Linked DNA regions of Mus musculus: region 2 is linked to region 1. A link is a contact called in public Hi-C data. All regions are on one chromosome and are shown on one strand. Each heading gives the region's core, a stretch centred on a gene start, on an enhancer-like site or on the middle of the called end of the contact. The rest is flanking DNA. Distances are from core to core; before and after follow the strand shown. Region 1 has its middle 73 kb from the start of Gm33515. Region 2 overlaps Asb7 (ankyrin repeat and SOCS box-containing 7).

Evidence for each region. Hi-C and Micro-C count contacts between places; a contact is called where the count stands out from the background.
Region 2: a contact with region 1 is called in a Hi-C map of liver, with 2.1 times the contacts expected there. The contact joins two enhancer-like sites. A contact is called at or near these places in 4 of 484 Hi-C or Micro-C datasets (adipose-derived mesenchymal stem cells, immediate neuronal precursor, liver and 1 more), 3 of 115 datasets of contacts at active chromatin or transcription factors (acute myeloid leukemia, embryonic stem cells and fibro-adipogenic progenitors) and 1 of 9 other capture datasets (adipose tissue).

The regions. Positions count from the first base shown.
Region 1 is chr7:66,499,897-66,503,941 of GRCm38.p6, forward strand. No RefSeq gene overlaps it. Among named protein-coding and RNA genes, the nearest start is that of Gm33515, 73 kb to the left of the region's middle. Within about 2 kb of position 1,680, at least 11 of the 459 cell types and tissues checked have an H3K27ac peak or open chromatin away from gene starts, as enhancers often do. A contact at or near this core is called in liver, where this site is marked.
Region 2 is chr7:66,652,808-66,656,852 of GRCm38.p6, forward strand. All of the region lies in intron 5 of Asb7 (ankyrin repeat and SOCS box-containing 7), which reads right to left. Among named protein-coding and RNA genes, the nearest start is that of Asb7, 35 kb to the right of the region's middle. Within about 2 kb of position 2,129, at least 18 of the 459 cell types and tissues checked have an H3K27ac peak or open chromatin away from gene starts, as enhancers often do. A contact at or near this core is called in liver, where this site is marked.

The DNA of each region.
Region 1 (4,045 bases), core at 430-2,929:
GAAAAAACAGTAACCTAACCCCCCCCTCCCCCATAAGTCGCACTGGAATGTCCAGAGGCAGGGCTTTGGGGGAACTGATTGGATCAAGAGGGCTCTGATATAGTAGCTCAATTAATCCATTAACATATATGTTGACCACATTGGAAGGTGGGACCTTAGGAGAGCACTTCATGAGGGGCATGGCTTTGAAGGAGACATCCAAGAACTGCCTCTTCCTCTGGGCAGAGGGTGTTCTCAGCTGTGTATAGACCAACTCCATCCTAAGAAAATGCATTCTGGTGCCAAGAGGGTAGTTTTAGGAGTTCACTCAATGTGTCACATTTGGGAATTTTTGTTTTGATGAGATTAACACTTAAGCTTGGGAACTATAGGATAAGTAAGTTAGTCTTCATTCTGTGTATGTATCTTACTCAGTTGTTGAAAGCCTGGATGGAGCAAAAGGCCTGCCCCTCCCTGAATGAGTAACTTCCTTCAGTCGACTGGGTCAGGCCTCACCTGCACCATTGGCTTTTGGGCCTGTAGGACCACACACAGATGTGGTCTTCACACACAGATATGAACTCCCCCTGCTCCAGCGTTATCTCAGGATCGATTCCATTTTCCCTGTGTGTGTAATTCTCTTTGTATAATGGTGTATTTGGCCTGCTCTTTGTTTTGTAGCAGCTATATTATCAGGGAGATTGGCCGGTGTTTTTCTTCTTTGACTCCTTCTTCGTTGCCTTTTAATCGAAAGGCACCATGAGCTTCCTCAGATGAGTTGGGAAGTGCACATTCCCTTCAGAATTTCTCTGGAACCTTGTGAAGATTTGCTGTTGTTTTTCTTGTCACTGTTTATCCAAGTTCAGCTGTGAGATCCAGGCCCAGGGCTTGCCTTTCAGAAGGTCTTGTTTGAGGCCACAAACTCAGTCTTTAAAAATATATACATGCCATCCATAGAATCAGTATTTTCTTGGCTTAGTTTTAGGAGTCTGTAGCTTTTAAGGAATTGGCTTATTTCCTCTTAATTGTTGAATTAATGTGCTCTGAGCTGTTCATAGTATTCCTGATGAGGTCTTACAAGCACCAATTTCTCTTTCTGATATTTTCTCCTTCCTCTCTCCTCTCTCCCCTCCCCTCCCACTTCAGCTTGGCTAAAGTTTATCCCTTCTGTTGATTTTTCTTGACAAATGGCATTTGGTTTCATGGATTCCTGTCTTATTTTTGTTCTTCTAACTCTGGGCTAATTTTTCTCCCTTTCCCCTTAGTTATTTATGGAAAGAGGCTCCATTACAAACCTGAAGCCTTTCATGTTCTAAGGAGTTAACACGTTAAATTTCCTTCTAAGCAGGACATTAGCTCCAGGCCACAGATTCATACATCTTTTATTTTTATTTACTTCAGAATATTTTCTACTTTTCACTGGAGACTTCCTTTGGCACCACCAATTATTGAAAGTTTTACATATCTGGTGATTTTTTTTTTTCAGATAGCCTGATATTTATTTCTAGTTTAATCTTTTTATTGTCACACACCAAAACTTGAACAATTTAGGTTCTTTTAAGTTTAATGAGGCCCAAACATTTTATCTTTATTTTTATTTTCATTGTTGGCCTGGCTTTGTGCATGTTCCCTTGGACCTGTCTTGTGCACCAGAAAGGGCGAGCGCCCTGCTCTTGCTGAGAGGAATACTCAGTGTTAGAGGTCGGGCTTGCGCTGCTCTCAAGCCCTTCCCTTCCTGTGCTTGGTGGTGTTCTCTCTCTGTTTACTATTACCCAGAAGAAAGTATCAAAGTCTACAACTGCAACCGTGGATTTGTTTATTTTCTTTTTTTCCAGTCTATCTGGTTTTGCTTAACTTGTTTTGCAGCCCTGTTGTTAGGAAAATATACATTTAAGATTATTATGTCGTCTTTAAACCTATAATTTTTTTAGACTTTTAAAAGTAATTTACATATAGAATAAAGTCACATTCTACTAAAAAGAGCACACCAAAAGGAAAAAGTTTATTTTTAATGTATACTCTCGTTTCTTTGCTTAAAAAAAATAGTAAAGTGTCTCTAGAAATCAAATTACATTATAAGCTTGTTGTGACTAAATTTTGATTAAATGTCTTTTCTCTTTCTTTTCTAAATATCTCCTTTGTTGTAAAAAGGGCCTCATTTTGGTTGATGCAATTCCTAAAACTCAAGGGTAGGTTTTTCCCGTCCAGGCCCCGAAGCCACAGTCGAAAGCCATTGTTTTTCTCTCCTTGGGATGCCCTAGTACATGCCTGCTTCCAGGAGATCCAGCTTCCACGAGAAGACTCAACATCCTTACATTTCACAACAACTATAAAAGCTAGGCCTTAGTCCTGCTGAAGGTTGTTTTGAGACGAGCATTAGACCTGTGTTGCCCAGAATGCCCAAGAATGAGGGAGCCGTACCAGGGATGGATGGAAGAGCTTTTTGCTCCTGTGCCAGGCTCTTGAAAGGGGAATGTAGAAACTGGACAAGGACAAGAAGAACTTGCCTAAGTTGCTGGAATCTCGCTTTGAATTTGCATGCTTCACGTCTGACTTTTCTTTCTGTGTTAACAGAGGCTATGTTACTTAAGGATCACAATGTCTGATGGGCTAGCCCTGGCGTGTCTCTCTCCTGCTCTGCTGTACTGGAATTTCTCTCTCTCTCTATTTTTTTTTTTTTGGCCTCAGAAGCTGACATCCAGATATCCCTACACATCGGACATCTGTTTCAAGAACCACTCCAATTAAAGGAAAGAAAACTCCCCAGTGGCTGTTTACCAGGTCCCCCATGGACTGCGAAGTGAACATTTGATACCTGCCCAAGGGAGGGATAAAGCCCCGTTAGCTCGTAGGTGCGTGTTAACAGGCCCCCACGTGTTTACTCATAGTGTTTCTGGTAATTGACAGGAAATAATGTCTCCCAGGATGCTCTCCCCGGTTCATTCAGAGCCTGGGGATGGGAACAGACTGGATTTTCCAGGTTGGTTTACCATCTCTATAAACAAACACAAATGTCTTGCTTCATAAAGCACCCACACCTTCTGAACAGCTGGACCCTAAGCTGATGTGCTGAATAACCCTGAAATGTGGTGGAATATGGCCTTCTCCAGCCCAGAGGCTACTAGTGGTGTCTGAGTGCCTTCAGCTATTGGTGACTGGAGGAGACAAACATCCCTGGGCCTTGTCTTTTAGAGCCACAGGAAGCAGCAGGACCAACAAGATGGTTGGCCCCATATAATTAGCCCGGGGAGGGTGACAATTCAGACTCTTAAAAGTGCCACGTCCAGGGATAGCTGGAGTAGCTAGGCAGAAATGGCCCCAGGTGGCTTAATGAGACATAAGGACGGGAATAACCTAATGAGATCAAACGATCTTTTACACCGTAGAAAGAAAGGGTAAGAAAGGGCAGTCAAGGCCTGGAGATCCATGTTATCTGGTTCCCATGCTTTCTGAGGGTGACAGTGAGCTTTGAAAGCTCCACTATAAAAACAAGAGGACACTCCAGCAGACCATCCCAGGACACCCAGGAGGGCCATTGTATTGCATGAACCAACCCTACCTACAGCTGCAGCCATAGCTGGGTCACAGCTGCAAAGGGCTTGTTCCATCTAATGGCCAAAATTCCACCCTGCCCTTCACTCCTGTGGTCTGTGTTCAGGCCCAAAGGAATCTGAGAACGTCCCAGCCCACCGAAAACTATCCGATCTACTGCTACTGACCTCAGGCAAAATGGCTACTGGCTGCCATCAGGATCAATTGATTGTGCCACAGAGGGGCCGCGCGATACCTTTGTGCCTTGGCTCACCACACCAACACAACCTTGTTTTCAGTCTTTCAGGCCAGCTTGCCGCGCATGCGCACTGACTCGTGGTTGGCCCTCCATTATGATAGCCACGGTATAGACTTCAAAGACTAGGATTTCTTCTCTCTTTTTTCTTTATTTTGTTTTGTTTTCTACTTGCTTTTTGCTAAGTCTCACCATTGCTTACCCTACCTTGTTTGGGCATCCTGGGAACCACTGTGACCTATTTATGGGGATAAACAGAAAAACAAACCCAGGGAGGAG
Region 2 (4,045 bases), core at 879-3,378, 150 kb after region 1:
AAAAAAATGTAAAGACCCTTAGTTAAAACGAGTCACATGAATTCTCCACATAGAGAGTATACTTATAATAGGTCATCCCATAAAATAACAACAGAAGCACTAGGAATGAGCATAGTAGGTCAGGACGGTTGTCATCTAGGCTGTGTGTGTGGTGAAGCCACGGCATACTACTCTGGGCTGAATTTAGCTCAGAAAGCCACAGCCTGTTTGACGTCCTTAAATTTTAAAACACTGAGAGGCCATGCCTTTTGTTAGCCTGCATTTTTAAAAGGTGTGTGTGTGTGTGTGCATGTGTATGTATGACGTGAGGTGTGTGTGTGTCTGTGTTGGTGGTGCCAGGGATTGAACCCAGGGCCCCTTGCACACTAAGCACTTACTCTACTACAGAGCTTCAAAACCAAGTCTCCCCTGGCCCCCAGGCCTCAAAGGGTTTTTTCTCTTTTTTTCTTCATTTTTACTTTTAGTCTCAAGTCTTATTTCTGTAAACATAGTACTTTGTGTGTGTGTTTTAATAACATAGTACTTGACTACTACTGAAATCTAAACAAAAAAATATTTCTGGTTACTTCGATATTTATAAAACAATATTTTTAAACATCTGTGATTAATGTTCCAGCAAGCAACTATCCTAAGCACTTGACAGAGTAAGTCTCCTGTGAAACAGTTTACACAACTCAATTCCCAGCCTCTTCAGCTTTCCCTTTCAGCATTATGAGCTATTTAATTCCTTAAAACACACAAATCCAAATCCCCCGGGCCTGCCTTTTACACAGCACTGAAGGTGTGCTGACAGTGACTCTAGGTTTTGCACGATGCTTCTGAGACACAGGCAACTGCCCCAGTCAATGTCTCAGTGAACCCGCGGACGTCCAGACCAGCCGTGGAGCAGGCCACTGGAAGAAGGCCACGCCAGCAAGGTGATGGGTGGTTCATTTACTCGGGGACCTGGCATGTCTGACATGTTCTGTGCATGACTAGTCTCTGAAAACTGCCTTCAGGATCCAACATACTAAAATTCCCAACTGATAGGATCACTAATCCTGAGTCAGCAAAGCCACAATTTTATAAATGTCAGTCAGGAAGGAGGGGTCTCTCCAGAGCCAAAGCCATACGCAGGCAAGTGTGAGGCAAGCTTTCAACTTACCCAGATTTTTTAATCAAAAATACATTAACGATTCTTCAAATTCTCAAACACCAGGCTGAGAGGATACCTTTAAAACCCCTGAATGTAGGGCTGGCATGTGGCATAGTGATGGTAACCGTGGACCAATTACTGAGTATGCCCACTGCCCTGGCGTTGATCTTTAGCACTGAAAATGTGGAAATTCCACAGTGCTCAGTCGCCTTGCTTAGCTGGCGGATGGATGCCTCTGTACCTTTACAGTGGGAAACTCTCAGAGAACTTTTGCTTCTGCTGATTATACTGCTCTATAGTTACCATACTCAGAAAACTACACATTTCAGAAACATTTTGACTTGCTTAAAAATAACAATGATCAGTTTATCAGCTGACGTAATTTTTATGAAAACAAATAAAAACCAGAGTCACTTTCAGAACAAGGTGGCTGCAAAGAGAGGGCTGTTGCTCCTTTCCTGCAAATGTCTGCCTTCCATCTGCTCTGAACTTCCGAGTGCTAGCCTGGCACACTGTGCTAGCCTGATGCAGTGTGCTAGCCTGGTGCACTGTGCCGGCCTGGCACACTGTGCTAGCCTGATGCAGTGTGCTAGCCCCGAGGCTAGCTTCACTCAAATATGTTGCTAGGAAAGCAAGGAGTACTTAGAACAGCCTTTTCCAGCTAACCTTGGATCCTCTATGAACCTGTCGTAAAATGAGACAAGGAGCTTTTTTCTTTTTCAATTTGATGTGTGTGTGTGTGTGTGTGTGTGTGTGTGTGTGTGTGTGTGTGTGTTGCATACATATGAAGTGCATGTGTGTGCAGAGGCCAGTAGTAAATACTGTCTTCCTCAACTGCTCCTTCACCTTATTTTTTGAGGCAGGGTCTCTCACTAAAGCTGGAGGTCAGCGACTGGCTGGGAGCTGGCCCGGAAGCCCCAGGGATCCTCCTGTCTTCACTCGCCTGCTGCTGGGGTTACAAAAGCATGCTACCATGGCCAGCATGTTATCTGGGTGCTGCTTATCCAAACTGATGTCTCCATGCTTGCTTGGCAAACACTACCAGCTCAGCCGTCTCCCCAGTCCCAACGGTGGCACAGAATCTGAAATACATTGATGAACTTTCTGTACGTTTAGATTATAGTCCATTGGTGTATCTTAAACTTCTAGTGGATCTTTTACCCATGCACACAGTAACATAAACTTGTCATCAGGAACACATGGCACACTAGGTTATGCATGCCTTCAAATTGTTAGCCAATTTCAACATATGATAGCAAAAGAAATCACTTTTCTTAATATTTCCAGTGATCTCAGAAAACCATTACATAGAAGGACTCTCACAATTGTAAATACAAGTTTTTGAAACCCCTCTTTTCAAAGCTCAAGTCTGACTGGTCATCAATACTGTGGTCATTTTCCTTGATGTGACAAGTGAACTTTGCTCGTTTCTAAGAAAATGCCTGCTAAGTGCCCATGATTAAATGGTACAGTTTGGCTGTCAGTCAATCTTTCAAGGAGAAATGGTTCTCCATGAAAAAGCTGCTGGTCCAGCTCAGACAGACCTGCCACTTCCCCACTTGGCCGTCTTCACCCACAGAGCGCTGACAAGGTCTGTGCACAAAGGGACAAGACTCGACTCAGTTACGGTTACGCTTTGTCCAACGCATTTGTAAATGGGCTGCAGTACCCATGACTGAGGCTGCCTGGCAGCGAGGAAAACAGTGATTACCAGTGCCACACCAGCCAGACTGTCACTCTAACCTGGAAGCACAAAGGTCACCTAGTGAAAACTGTGGCTATGCACAGCGTCTGGACCTTACACCCCCTGAAGCCTCCTAGAAGCCCATTCTCTGGAAAATACAACAAACAAATCCCAGGGCTCTATGGTGTGTGCTCTCTCTCTCCCCCTACCCCGTTCTCTCCTTCCTTCTGTCCTTCCCTTCCTCTCTAGTACTAGAAAACCACTGCCTTTAAAAGTAGCTGTTGGCAAGAATTTGGTTCAGCTCCCTCAGTTTTTCAAGGAGGGCACCAAGCTCTGAGGGGTGAGTCTGGGGGCTGAAGAGCTTGCTTGAAGTTACTAGGCACGCTGTTTGTGGTACTCTGCAGCACCCCATTCTGCGGGTTTGATGGCATCTCTGATAACGGGCACCGCTGAGAACCTGTGATGATGTAGAGACAGGAACCAGCTGATCCCAGTGTGCAAAGCACTCACCAGCTCAAAGAACCAAAGCAAGGATGCTTTCACACTTAAAAAAAAAAAAAAAAAAAGGCAACACCAGATGGACAATCCATTCTAACTCTCACAGAGCTTGGACGTCATCACTCCCAAGTGCAAAAGGAAGAAAAATTGCTCAACTTTAAAAACTAAGACTGATCTTGGAGCAAGCAAAAAGACTGAAGCTGCAGGCAGCGCACCTTCTTTGAAAGCTCTGGAGATTATGATTATTAGGCCAGCGTGCCATGACTGAGGCATGCTCATGAGGCATGCTCACCTGAGCAAAAGCCACGGGGCCCAGACACAGAAACACTGGAGGCTGCGGATGGACAGGAAATCAGGAGCCAGTCAAAGGAAGTTCTGCCAGGTCCTCAAAGTGAGGCCGATGAAGCCCCTGATGGCTATGACAGAGGCAGGTGTGTGCAACCAGCACCCCAAACCTCTCTAGAAGTTAAGGCTGCTCTCCAAAGGCAGAGACTCTCACAGAGAATGGACATCTCAGGTTCAGCCCTCTCAGCCTTCCTAGCTCACCTTACAGAACTGGAGGGAAAGCTACCTGAGGGAGAAAGCACGGATGGCCATTCCAGCCTGGGACACAGGCCCACTTACAAGGCTGGAAGTCAATTAGAAGATCATGGGGTTGTGGGGCCCCATCACACCTATAACTATACTAACTGCCCTTCAATGTAGTAGTGGTGGGTTAGACCTGAAAA